Regions from separate parts of the Pan troglodytes genome. Here region 2 is linked to region 1. A link is a contact called in public Hi-C data. All regions are on one chromosome and are shown on one strand. The core of a region is the stretch at or near the end of the contact, and the rest is flanking DNA. Distances in the headings are between cores, read along the strand shown.

The links. A called contact is a pair of places that touch in the nucleus more often than the background predicts.
Region 2: a Hi-C map of stem cell-derived neural progenitor cells shows a contact between it and region 1, with 5 times the contacts expected there. The contact joins the promoter of LACTB2 here to the enhancer-like site in region 1. A contact is called at or near these places in 2 of 7 Hi-C or Micro-C datasets (induced pluripotent stem cells and stem cell-derived neural progenitor cells) and 1 of 1 datasets of contacts at active chromatin or transcription factors (stem cell-derived excitatory neurons).

The regions. Positions count from the first base shown.
Region 1 is chr7:78,781,807-78,787,906 of NHGRI_mPanTro3-v2.0_pri, reverse strand. NCOA2 (nuclear receptor coactivator 2) reads left to right here. Exons shown (of 23, transcript XM_054656809.2): 12 at 3,800-4,010. Among named protein-coding and RNA genes, the nearest start is that of PRDM14, 73 kb to the right of the region's middle. Within about 2 kb of position 3,731, at least 9 of the 24 cell types and tissues checked have an H3K27ac peak or open chromatin away from gene starts, as enhancers often do. A contact at or near this core is called in induced pluripotent stem cells and stem cell-derived neural progenitor cells, where this site is marked.
Region 2 is chr7:79,303,010-79,309,109 of NHGRI_mPanTro3-v2.0_pri, reverse strand. LACTB2 (lactamase beta 2) reads left to right here and starts at 2,264. Exons shown (of 7, transcript XM_016959565.3): 1 at 2,264-2,622. The coding sequence starts at 2,501. It also overlaps a transcript of XKR9 not described here.

The sequences.
Region 1 (6,100 bases), core at 2,482-4,981:
TGAAAAAATCCTAAAACCAGAAAAATGAAAAATTAAAGAAATCAAGTCTGATTTTCATTTTGTAGAACTTTTATAAAAATCTTTCTGACTCATTTTCTGCCTGAAATAGTTTAAACTAACAACTCAAATTGATGTGGCTAATTTGAGCATTCAAATAGATGCCTAAGCAAAACTTTGAAGTATCTTGGCAAAGCATTTTAAAGGAAGGCATTAATCTTTTTGTCTTGTAAAGAAATTGTGCCTAACAAAGTGGATAGAGACTAGAAGAACTTCTGATGAGAATTAAAGCCTACAAAAATTGAGGGGAGAAAATTTTTTAACAGAAACTTAATGTGATCAAATTTATTCCTTCCAAAACTTACATGAATACAGAAAAAAAAAAATTCTGTAGTCATCAAATGTTACTGTTAACCTGAGGGGTATAGATATTCTGAACTTTATCTCCTTGAAGAAGAACATGTAAAGTGAACTTACGACAATTAATGTTAAATGTGTACTCCATAAATTGACAAGGAATAAACACAGGCAAAGCAATATTATCTCTAGTTGGGAAAACTTCATAGTGCATTTTTCAGATGCCAAGCTTGAATGAATTCAAATAGTGTTCATAGTTTTAAGCCTTCATAGAACTAGTTCCTTTTGATACTAAGAAGATCCTGAATGGCTTTCTTAAGAAAAATGTATTTAGGCCGGGCGCGATGGCTCACACCTGTAATCCCAACACTTTGGGAAGCCAAGGCAGGCAGATCATCTGAGGTTGGGAGTTCAAGACCAGCCTAGCCAACATGGTGAAACCCCATTTCTACTAAAAATATGAAAATGAGCCAGGTGTGGTTGTGCACACCTGTAGTTCCAGCTGTTGGGGAGGCTGAGGCAGGAGAATTGCTTGAACCTGGGAGGCGGAGGTTGCAGTGAGCCTAGATTACACCACTGCACTCCAGCCTGGGTGACAGAGTGAGACCTTGTCTCCAAAAAAAAAAAAAAAGGAAAAGTGTGAGTCTAGACTGTTCTTAATATATATTGTCAAAAGTTCCTTTTACATATGTCTGGGATTGGAAGCAAATATAAATGTATCCATTGAGAAATAACATACTTTACTTTTATTGTTTACATGGACCTATTTATTTTGCATATTTCTCTTAAAAGTAATCTGCAGAGCTTTCTCAAGAGGCAACTCATCACTTATTATAGCCCACCTCCCTCACCCCCACACATGGAGCTTCTACCTTTTAAAAATGCTCAACACAGGACAACATTGTAGTAGGGAAACTGGTTTTCATAGAACAGATATAACCTTCTCAGTTTATTAGAGGCTTTTTCTGATCTATCTTCATGACAAGTGTAAGGAAATTTACCACACATTTTTATGAAACATTTTCTGAAAAAGCAATGGAAATTATAGGAATTCCTATGAAAAGAATTACTGATTTGGGGAAGATTTTTTCAAGTTTGTGTTAATATGATTAAAAGAAATCATCGTGTTGACTCAGTGCCCATTACTTAGTTCTAGGCACTGTCCTTGGAGGGCAATCTATGTTTATACTGAGAATAACAGTTTATACCTTATGCATTCAGCAAAACATGATAAAGAAGATTACAGTGGAGTCAACTTTACATATGTATTTTAAGTACATAAAGTCAGTTTTATGTTCCTGGAAGAACAGATGGTTATTAAATGGTTATTTCAGTAGTATGAGCAGTTTTGCCCACCATTGAACTCAATGAATACCTGCCGTAGTGGAGTGATCATGAGGTGGGTGACATGACTTTGCTGGGTTTTGGTTCCCTTGTGGCTCTAATAGTGTGAACATGTACCTATGGGCTTTTTAAATGCAGTATGGCCCCTACATAAACTACTTCACTTAGGACTCAGCCAAAGAAATAGTAATTTGCTGCCACTCTGGAGGAAAGACTGTTGCTGTTGGAGGAGATAGTCAGTGCGGTGCCTTCCTACAGAGCTTTAAGGATAATTTGACCTGTCTGTGACTGTTGGTACTTTAGGATGCTAACTTTGGAACCCAGCTCTTAATTCATAACTGACTCTCCTGTATTAGATACCTCCCTCTTTTGTTACAATTGAGTGGCTAAACTAGCTAAAAAATGGTCTTGTAATTGCTCTAACAATGCGTTAGGAAAATGGATCTCCCAATCATTGCTAAGCTAGTTGTCTCTGAGAAGAACCAAATAAAATCTCACTTCATTCTATTCTTCCTAACTTGAGAAATATTTCCAATCAAAAAACATCTCATATGGATGTTAAATTTGCTGTAAGTTGCAAAAATCTTAGCATATCCAACCTCTGCATGGGGAGGAATTGTATGTCAGATAAAAATGTAAGCCATCCTGCTTTCAGTGTAACTCATTATTAGACGTACGCCATGTATTTCATTTGATTTGCCAGTGTAGATGAAAGGAATAGTTGTGGTCAAGGATTCAAAGTCCAATGACTGAGGAAACTAACTTACGTTTTCCACTTACACATCAAGAAAATCGTTCGTACTACTTTCTGCACTAGAAAGCAATCCTAGCATGCACTATCTGATTTTAAATATCTGGCACATAGATAGGTTATATTTAAAAGAATATCTGTAAAATCTAGAATAAATTCCAGTTTAGCTTCCTAGCAGAAAAGTGCTAAGTGTGAAATAGTGGTGATACTTAGCTTATGTTAGTGCTTGAATTTTGTTTTTTTTTTTTTTAATGGAAGAGAAAACTTAAAAACATTTTTTATGGCTTCTGTAGACAGGCACGGTGGCACTCTCCTGTAATCCCAGCACTTTGGGAAGCTGAGGCAGGAGGATTGCTTGAGCTCAGAGACCAGCCTGGGCAACAAAATGAGACCCCCATCTCTAAAAAAAAAAAAAAAATCAAAAAATTAGCCAGACATGGTGGTGGTGGTGCATGCCTGTGGTCCCAGCTACTGAGGAGGCTCAGGTGGCAGGATCACTTGAGCCCAGGAGATCAAGACTACAGGGATGAGTGTTTGCGCTACTGCTCACCAGTCTGGGTGACAGAGCAAGACCCTTTCTCAGAAAAAAAAAAAAAAAAAAAAACATTTTTATAGCTTCCGTATAATTAGGTTAATAGTGCTATGTTTGGGGGGCAACCAGTTTTTATCCTGCTTCCCTACCTTTGTTACCTAAGCTGGCAAAAGACTGGGAAAGCCATTGTCATTCAAAATTGAAAGTCCAAGCAGAAAAAAAGGACTACTCAAATTGAAAAGGCAGTGCTTAGTTCATGGATGCTTCAAGCTTATTTTGCTTCTCTCTCCCCACCCCTGTGTTCTTTTAAAGATTAAAAAAAAAAAATCCTGAAGGGAAATGACTGTTTGTTAAATACTGATTGGGTGCAAATTTGGATTACATTATATGCCAGTTTTTTGTTGTTGTTATTTCTTAGGGAGTTTTGACGATAAAACCTAGACCTGGACCAAAGTCATAGTCTATTCATAATTAATTGGAAATATATATTCTTATGATTAATTGAATGATAAGCATAAAATAAAGGAGAATTTATAAATTGCCAATAAATCACAATGCTGGAAGAGAGCTTTCTTTCTAATTCAGCCATCTCTTTTTATAGATGAGGAAATTGAGGACCAAGAGATTAAATTACTTGTCCTTTGTTAACCTAATTTTTTAAAAGATGATCAATTATCTGTTAGGCCTGTGGTATGCAGGAATCTACCTATTTTATTTGGCTGTGGTGCCTTATGGCAGTTAGGTCAATGATTGCAAATGGGCTTGTGGTGTCTACTCTTAGAGTAGACTGGATAAACTCTTCTGTTTGTCAACTACAGCCTGGCAGTGAGCTGGACAACTTGGAGGAGATTTTGGATGATTTGCAGAATAGTCAATTACCACAGCTTTTCCCAGACACGAGGCCAGGCGCCCCTGCTGGATCAGTTGACAAGCAAGCCATCATCAATGACCTCATGCAACTCACAGCTGAAAACAGCCCTGTCACACCTGTTGGAGCCCAGAAAACAGCACTGCGAATTTCACAGAGCAGTGAGTATGAGAAATGGCTGGTTATGCCAAGAAATTTCCATATAATCACTATCAGAAACAGGGATTATTGAAGTCTGATGCAACCAGCTTAGTCACTTTAAGGTTTTTGTGATCAAATAGCACCATCTACTGTCCTGGTCTTTTGAAACAATATTCAAAATGGTTCTCTCACATTCTCTTGTGGGTTAATTTAATCGGCACTGGACAGGGAGACTGACCTACATTGATGAAGTTCTTCAACTGATTGTCATATTTCCCTTCATTTCAGTGACTGCCTTCAGACATGGAGTTTATCCTGGATTTTATGTGTTTAATAGACAATGAAATACTGAAATATATAACATTTGGGAGCTATGCTGACTTTTTAGGGATAATACACTATTTAAAAATATTCTACTCTCCCAAACTGCTCAGCTGGTAGTAACAAAAAATAAATTTAAAAAAAAATAATAAAATATTCTACTAAAAGTATTTATACATGAAAGGGCTACATACATTAAAAATCTTGCCCTATCTCAGGAATCTTCATATAAACATCACTTGACGTGGAACTTTACGTTTCTAAATGTATTCTAAGTTAAGTTGTCTGTTTAGAAAAAACATCTTTTATCTTTTCATTTTAAAGTTTTGTAAGCTTAGGATAAACTTGTTTACTATGAACACTCAGTTTACAAACTTGATTAATACCTGAAGTTGTCTGATAATCTTGAATGGAAGAAAGTATTTGTTATGTAGCAAGGCCATAATTTATGAAAGATAGATAACCTCTTCAGCGTTAAATTGGCAAAACAGAGTGATTTTTCCTTTTCAGATACAATTTGAGCCAATACCTGGCATTTGTTCTCAGATCAAAAATGGCAACCATCAGTCAAATCATAGAACATCTTTCATTGCTAGGTCTTTTCTCAAGTGATTTCTGACCATTCTGAAATAGGAAAAACAAAAGAAAGATGAGTTTGGGCCGGGCGTGGTGGTGGGCGCCTGTAATCCCAGCTACTCGGGAGGCTGAGGCAGGAGAATTGGTTGAACCCGGGAGGCGGAGGTTGCAGTGGTCCAAGATTGCGCTGCTGTACTCCAGCCTGGGCGACAGAGCGAAACTCCATCTCAGAACACACACACACACACACACACACACACACACACACACGAAAGATTTGCATGTGACCTCTCAAAACTCACTCTTTCTTGGGCAATGGAGAGTTAATTGTGGATCATGGGAGATCACGAAGTCAAAAGAGTTGAGAATTGGGTAAGAAACACACTAGACAGGCTGGGCGCGGTCGCACGTGCCTGTAATCCCAGCACTTGGGGAGGCTGAGGCAGGTCGATCACCTGAGGTCAGGAGTTCAAGACCAGCCTGGCCAACATGGTGAAACCCCATCTCTACTACAAAAAATTTGCCGGGCATGATGGTGGGCGCCTGTAATCCCAGCTACTCGGGAGGCTGAGGCAGGAGAATTGCTTGAACCCGGAAGGTGGAGGTTGCAGTGAGCTGAGATCATGCCATTGCACTCCAGCGTGGACAACAAGAGTGAAACTCAGTCTCAAAAAAAAAAAAAAACAGACACACTAGACAGTCCATGCTCATTAGCCCTAGGGGAGGTTATGAAGGACTGTGTAGAATTTATGGTTTCTCCTCTTTCTGTAGCTCCTGGTGGTATTCAGATTATTGATGGCAACCTGATAACCAAACCTGAGGAAGTCATGATTAAGCACGCACATAATTTCCATTCTCAGCCCTAATTTTTAAAAATATTTTATTTCTATCATTGATGGTTAAGAACTTTTTCTTTTAAATGTGCTATTTCAGACTATGTTTATATAATTCAGGAAAATAAAGTACTTGATGTTATGTAATAAGTTACTATAATTTGTAATATCTTAGTATTAAATTTAATAGCGTTAAATTATAGGTTGTCAGTGTGATGCTGGTCTAGTGCTTAGTACACAATAAATTCTTGTCAACTAGCTATAAAAATCATATCAAATCCAAATATGTCTAGAATTTAAAGAAGCTGTACTTTGAAAAGTAAGCAGGGTCCTACAGCTTTAATTTAATACTGCTTTAGGCAACAGAGTTCACACTTAAA
Region 2 (6,100 bases), core at 1,015-3,514, 520 kb before region 1:
CAGTTGGTGGGAATGTAAATTAGTACAACCGCTATGGAAAACAGTACAGAGATGTATAAAATACACACACACACACACACACACACACACAGAACTACCATATGATTTAGCAATCCCACTACTATTTGTATATCAAAGGGACAACTGCACCTGCATGTTTATCACAACATTATTCACAATAGGAAAGATATGAAATCAACCTAAAAGTCCATCAACAAACAAATGGATAAAGAAAATGTGATATATACACACAATAAAATACTATTTGGCCATAAAAAAAAAATGAGATCATGTCATTTTCAGCAATATGGATGGAACTAGAGATTATGCTAAGTGAAATAATCATGCATAGAAAGACAAATATCACATATTCTCATTCATACGTGGGAGCTAAAAAGTTTATCTCAGCCAGGCATGGTGGCTCAAGCCTGCAATCCTAGCACTTTGGGAGACCAAAGCAGGGGGATCACCTGAATCGCTTGAGTTCAAGAGTTCAAGGTTACAGTGAGCTATGATAGTGCCACTGCACTGCAGCCTGGGTGAAAGCCAGACCCTGTAAGTAAATAAGTAAGTTAAGTAAGAAAATTAATTAAGCCAAAGAATAAAAGAAGGGGAGTGCCCAGATTCTCAGGAATCTGGTCCAGAAATTACTGTTCCATCCTCTTCTCCAGGGTTCACTGACTTTCCAGCAGAGTTCTTAAAAAGGGAAGATGTGCATAGCTTCCTGCCTGAATAGCCATTAATTGATGGCTATGATAAATACATATTGACAGATTGAAATGCCTGATGTAGGAGATTTGGTTACTTTAAGTATTTTTTTGAAGGGTATACTGTTTAACTTCCCATTGCAACAAGGGATAACTTATATGATTATTTCAGCGATGATTTTTTGAATATTTTTCCATTAAAAGTACAACTGTGTGAAACAAGGCAAAGACATTTCTCACACACAAAGCAGATGTCATTAGCCACTCTGATACACTATGCTGCTGATTCATAAAATAGGTAAGAGCATATCGTTTTCTTCATCAGAAATATCTGGAAAAAAAAAAGCCACCAAGCACTGTATGTGTCAATTTCTCACCTTTAAAAAAAAAAAAAAGAGTGGGCTGCTACAGTGGATATGTTCTACATCTCTTTGGGGCAGTGATTACATACAATTGTCATAACTCGATGGAACTGTCTACAGGATCTGTGTATTTTCTTTTAAGTAATTTATAACTCAACTTTTTTTATGGGAAGCTGTAGTTAACACTGGATAGTTAATACTTGGCTGATTAGAAACCGACTTGTTACAGAGAAAATGAGTCCCTTCCATCTTGGGCACAAAACGGCTCCACAAGACCAGCCTAGCTCTCTGGGCAGGCGGGTAACACTGGCAAGCAGAGGCATGCTCCTTGAATCTCACTGAGGGGGACAAGTGTTAGTGCGAGGCAGGTAGGAGCAAGGCCGCACACGCAGACTCTGTCATCTGGGCAGCCGCCCAATCCCCGTTTTTCATTTGTAACAAAAATAGTGTCCACCTCTTAATAATGTTCTGAGGATTAAGGGCGTTAAGTCGGATGTTTGTAGAAAGCACTTAGGCATAGTAGGAAGTACTAAGTAAATATGTCTTACCACTATTTATTATAAAAGATGAACAGGCTGGCCCGGCGCGGTAGCTCACGCCTGTAATCCCAGCACTTTGGGAGGCCGAGGCGGGCGGATCACGAGGTCAGGAGATCAAGACCTTCCTGGCTAACACAATGAAACCCCGTCTCTACTAAAAATACAAAAAATTAGCCGGGCGTGGTGGCGGGCGCCTATAGTCCCAGCTACTCGGGAGGCCGAGGCAGGAGGATGGCGTGAACCCGGAAGGCGGAGCTTGCAGTGAGCCGAAATCGCGCCACTGCACTCCAGCCTGGGCGACAGACCGAGACTTCGTCTCAAAAAAAAAAAAGATGAACAGGCTACTACTACTACTACACACACACACACACACACACACACACACACACACACACACACAGAGAGAGCCACTGCCTAAAAATCTGGCAATCCTTCCTGAGATTTATTACTGAATAACGAACGGTTACCAAACCTGTCTCCCAAATCACAAGACTCTTCCAGATTAAAATGTCTCTCGCCCACTTGGATCCACTCGCCTGTCTAGGACACAAACCCGTGAGGCACCAGCCCCCGTGACAGAGGCAGATTCCAGCTTCGCCTCACGCCACCTCACGCCTCGCGCCAGCCTTCCCACCACTGCCCGCGCAGCCCGCGCGGCGTCACGTGACCTCTGGTTCCGCACCGCCCCCACCCCACCCCCCGGCCGAGCTGCCGGATCCCCGCCCCGGCTCGCCCGCGGTGTCACATGACACTTGGACCAGCCGCTGGCCAATCCCCTCCCTCCCGGGTTGCGAGGCATCACGTGGACGCTACTCGCTATCCCCGGCCTGTTGGCTTCTTCCGCGCTGGAGTATCCAGATAGGCGACACGCCGGCGGGCGGCTGAGGCGGGAATGGCTGCTGTACTGCAGCGCGTCGAGCGGCTGTCCAATCGAGTCGTGCGTGTGTTGGGCTGTAACCCGGGTCCCATGACCCTCCAAGGCACCAACACCTACCTAGTGGGGACCGGCCCCAGGTAAACGTCCCTCTCCAACCTCCCCAACGTTCGCAGCCGGCCCCGGAGCCCGGGCTTTGACTGATCGCGGCTGCGCGGGCAGTGGGGAGCGCCGCGTCCTGTCCCTAGCTGGGCAGCCCCGCGCCTAGCAGCCCCGTCGAGACTGCACGCAGACACTCAGATCTCGAAGCTAGCTAAAATACGACCACCCCAGGTGATAGCTCTCTAATTTAGGGAGAAATGGAAAAAAAAAAAAAAAACCAACTTCTGTTTTGAAACCCGATTTACTGTTCTTGATGTTTGAATGCCAGGGTGTGCGTGTTTAAACTGTTGAGAAAATTCGGATGTCAAGAGTCCAAGAAAGCGTTTACTTTGCTCACTTGACTTTCACTGGTGTTTTGCCCAGAGTGTAACTTCCCTTCTCAAAAGCGATTAATTATGTTGAGGCGATTTCCTCAACTCAGCAGCAGAGGGCAGGATTCTCCTGGCTTCCAAATTGGTTCTCTGCAGCCTGTGGGCTCATAAGAGGAGCTGACATAAGTAATTTGGGGAAGTTTTTTGTTACAATTGTGTGTGACCTTGTTTGAGTTTAATTTGCAGACACAGTAACACACCTGTATTTCTAAGAAGATACTTTTGCTCTTGTTTAGCTGCATTCTGTTTTAGTGGAATTATGCAGGAATGGGAGATTTGGTTTACTGCATAGTAAGTCTTAGGCATTTAGCAACTTTTGTAGTCTTTACTGGATGAACCCAGATAATGTAGTTTCTCTTGAGCATAGAATTTAATTGTGCAGTCAAGACATAAATTATGTTTAAAATATAATTGATTACTAAAAACGATTTAGTAAGTACAGTTAATTGAGTTTTCCTTGGAAGTGTCTACTGTTTGGCGTTTTTCCAGTAAATAAGAATTTTAGAAGCAGCAGACCTGCAAAGTGGGCAGGTAAAAGATTAAGTTAAGAGTAAATAAGGCAGGGTCAGGTAGTTACCAAAGGTTTAGGCTGCCACCAGAATCTAGGAGGATAGAGAATTAAGCAGGAAAAATGCCAGATCTCTAGGGTACAGTCTGTCTTGGCTGGAAGTCCCTCAACCAAGTAAATCCATAGGCGGTCTCTCTACAGTGTGTTATCTTAAACTAGTCAATACCTCAGACAAAAGATGCATATTATCAGAATTACCCTGGAAAGTCTCTTAGAAGAACACCATGTTGGAGATCAGTGTATTGTCTCAGTAAGTTCAGCACAACCTGCTTTTTTTCCAGCATTGAAACAGATGGCTGAATCTGTTTGAAAACCAGGTGAAGAAATTGGCTTGTGTTTAGGGGCTATATTGTATGAAAAATACATACTGTATCTTTAAACACTAGAATCACACTCAACATAGCAAAGTGCTAGTGCTAAGAGAGACTTAAAGACTAACTGAGGGAAAAGCAGATTTATAGTCTCTCGTCTTAAATTACTTAACACTGTTGCTCACGTAAATTAATGGAGTGGAATGGCCAGTGGAATTACTTGCACTATGTAAATTATTTCTCCATATAGTTGAACTAGAGAGTCCATATAGTTGAGCTAGAAATAAGTGTAGATAATGCTACTGTATAAAGTAAAAGATGTAAAGTAAAAGGTGGCTAGAAGTTAATATTAATTGGCCCCTTGTCAGATGTTCTGAGATTGGTATCCACCTGTTCCGCTTCACAAAACAGTTCTAAGATCACAAGCGGCTTTTGTATCACTAACCCCAATGGTATTTTTCTGTTCTCATCTTCCTTGAACTTCAGTGCTTTGACACCATTGACGACTCCCTCCTTAATTTGCCAACACCACATTCTTCAGGTTTCCTATTACCTCTTCAGCTGCTCTTTCTCTTTCACCTTGATAGAGTCACCTTCTTTATCAAATCTTTATTTTAGTTATTCAGTATATAATCCTCATCTCTCATGTTCTTCTACTGTATTCTCTACCTAGGTGATCTCATCTACTTATTTGGCTTTGCCTTTATTATCTGTTTATTATTAACTACCAAATATATAGCTCAAGTTCAAATTCCAAACTTGATCTTCAGACTCAAGTAGCCAACTTTTAAATCTATTTGCATGACTCACTGCTGCCAGGAACTCAGTGTTTTCCATACTGAACTCATAACCTTTCCAGAAAACTGCCAGGTCCTCCTCCAGTTGTTCATATCTTGATAAACAAAGCCATCAAAGGAAATGCCTAAATACCCTTCCTGACATTTATTTGCTTCCTACTGCATATCCAAGCCATTATGAAGATCTGTTCATGTCCCCTGCTGTCACTCAGTCCAAGCCAGCACAACTCTTGCTTAGGCTACTGTAATAGCCTCCTAATTGGCTTCTGTACGACTACCTCTGTCTCTCTTCAATCCAATCTTCCCTTTGTAGCCTGAGTGGTATTTTAGGAATTAAAACTGGAAGGCCTTGTGTATTCTGGCCTCCATCAGTCTTATCAGGCTCCTCTCAAACCTCTCCCACTCCAGCCATGCTGGCCTTCTAGTGTCTCAGATGAGGTTTGTGATTCCCTGTCTCAGGGCCTTCACGCATGCTTTCCTCTTTCTTCCACTCATTCCTCCCTTCTTTACCCAGCTAATCTCATTCGTCCTTTAGAGCACAGTTTAAATACCATTTCCTCATGGAAGTCTTCCCTGACCCATCAGACTGTATTAGGGACACTCCATACTTTTCATGGTCCTTATCTCAATGATAATGAAATGATTTTTTTGTACAAGAAGCTTAGTGTCTTTCCACACCTTCATACCCCACTATAACATCAGTTCAGTGAAAGCATATTCATGGCTATATCCCCAGCACCTAGCACAGAGCCTTGTACACAGTTCAGGTAGAACAGTAAACAGTTGCTGAATGAATGAGCATTCTGTACATTTTCTCTTAATTTTCACTATTATGACTCCAGAACTGCTGGATAACTACAGTTTTAGCTGGTCTTCCTTCCTCATCTGATCAGCCCATGGAAGCCAAATGAATTTCACTAAAACACTGCTAGACCTAACTGTGATGCTTAGTACATACTCAATAAGCATTTGAATCAACAAATGACAGCCAAATTGTCCAGTGTTTTTACTTTCCTCCTCTGCTTAAGAACCTTTAAAAACTGCAATTTTAACCTTTCCTATCAAAATTGTACATACTTTGTGGGCAGACAGTGTGGCTGATAATAGAAAAAGGTAGTCAAGTGGAATAGAATTAAAACTCTGGACTCTGGTTACCTCGATTAGAATCCTGGTGCCATTTACTAGCCATATGACTTTGGACAAGACAGTTCTAAGCTTCAGATTCCTGATACAACCCAATGAAGGTTGTATAGTACCTACCTCATTGGATTTTATAAGGATTCAGTGAAATTTAAGTGAAAAAACATATATGAAAAGCACTTAACAAGTTCTAGCACGTGGAAAACATACCATGTTAGCCATTATTTTTATCACTTCTGCTTTCCTCATAACATCTAGATAACACTGTG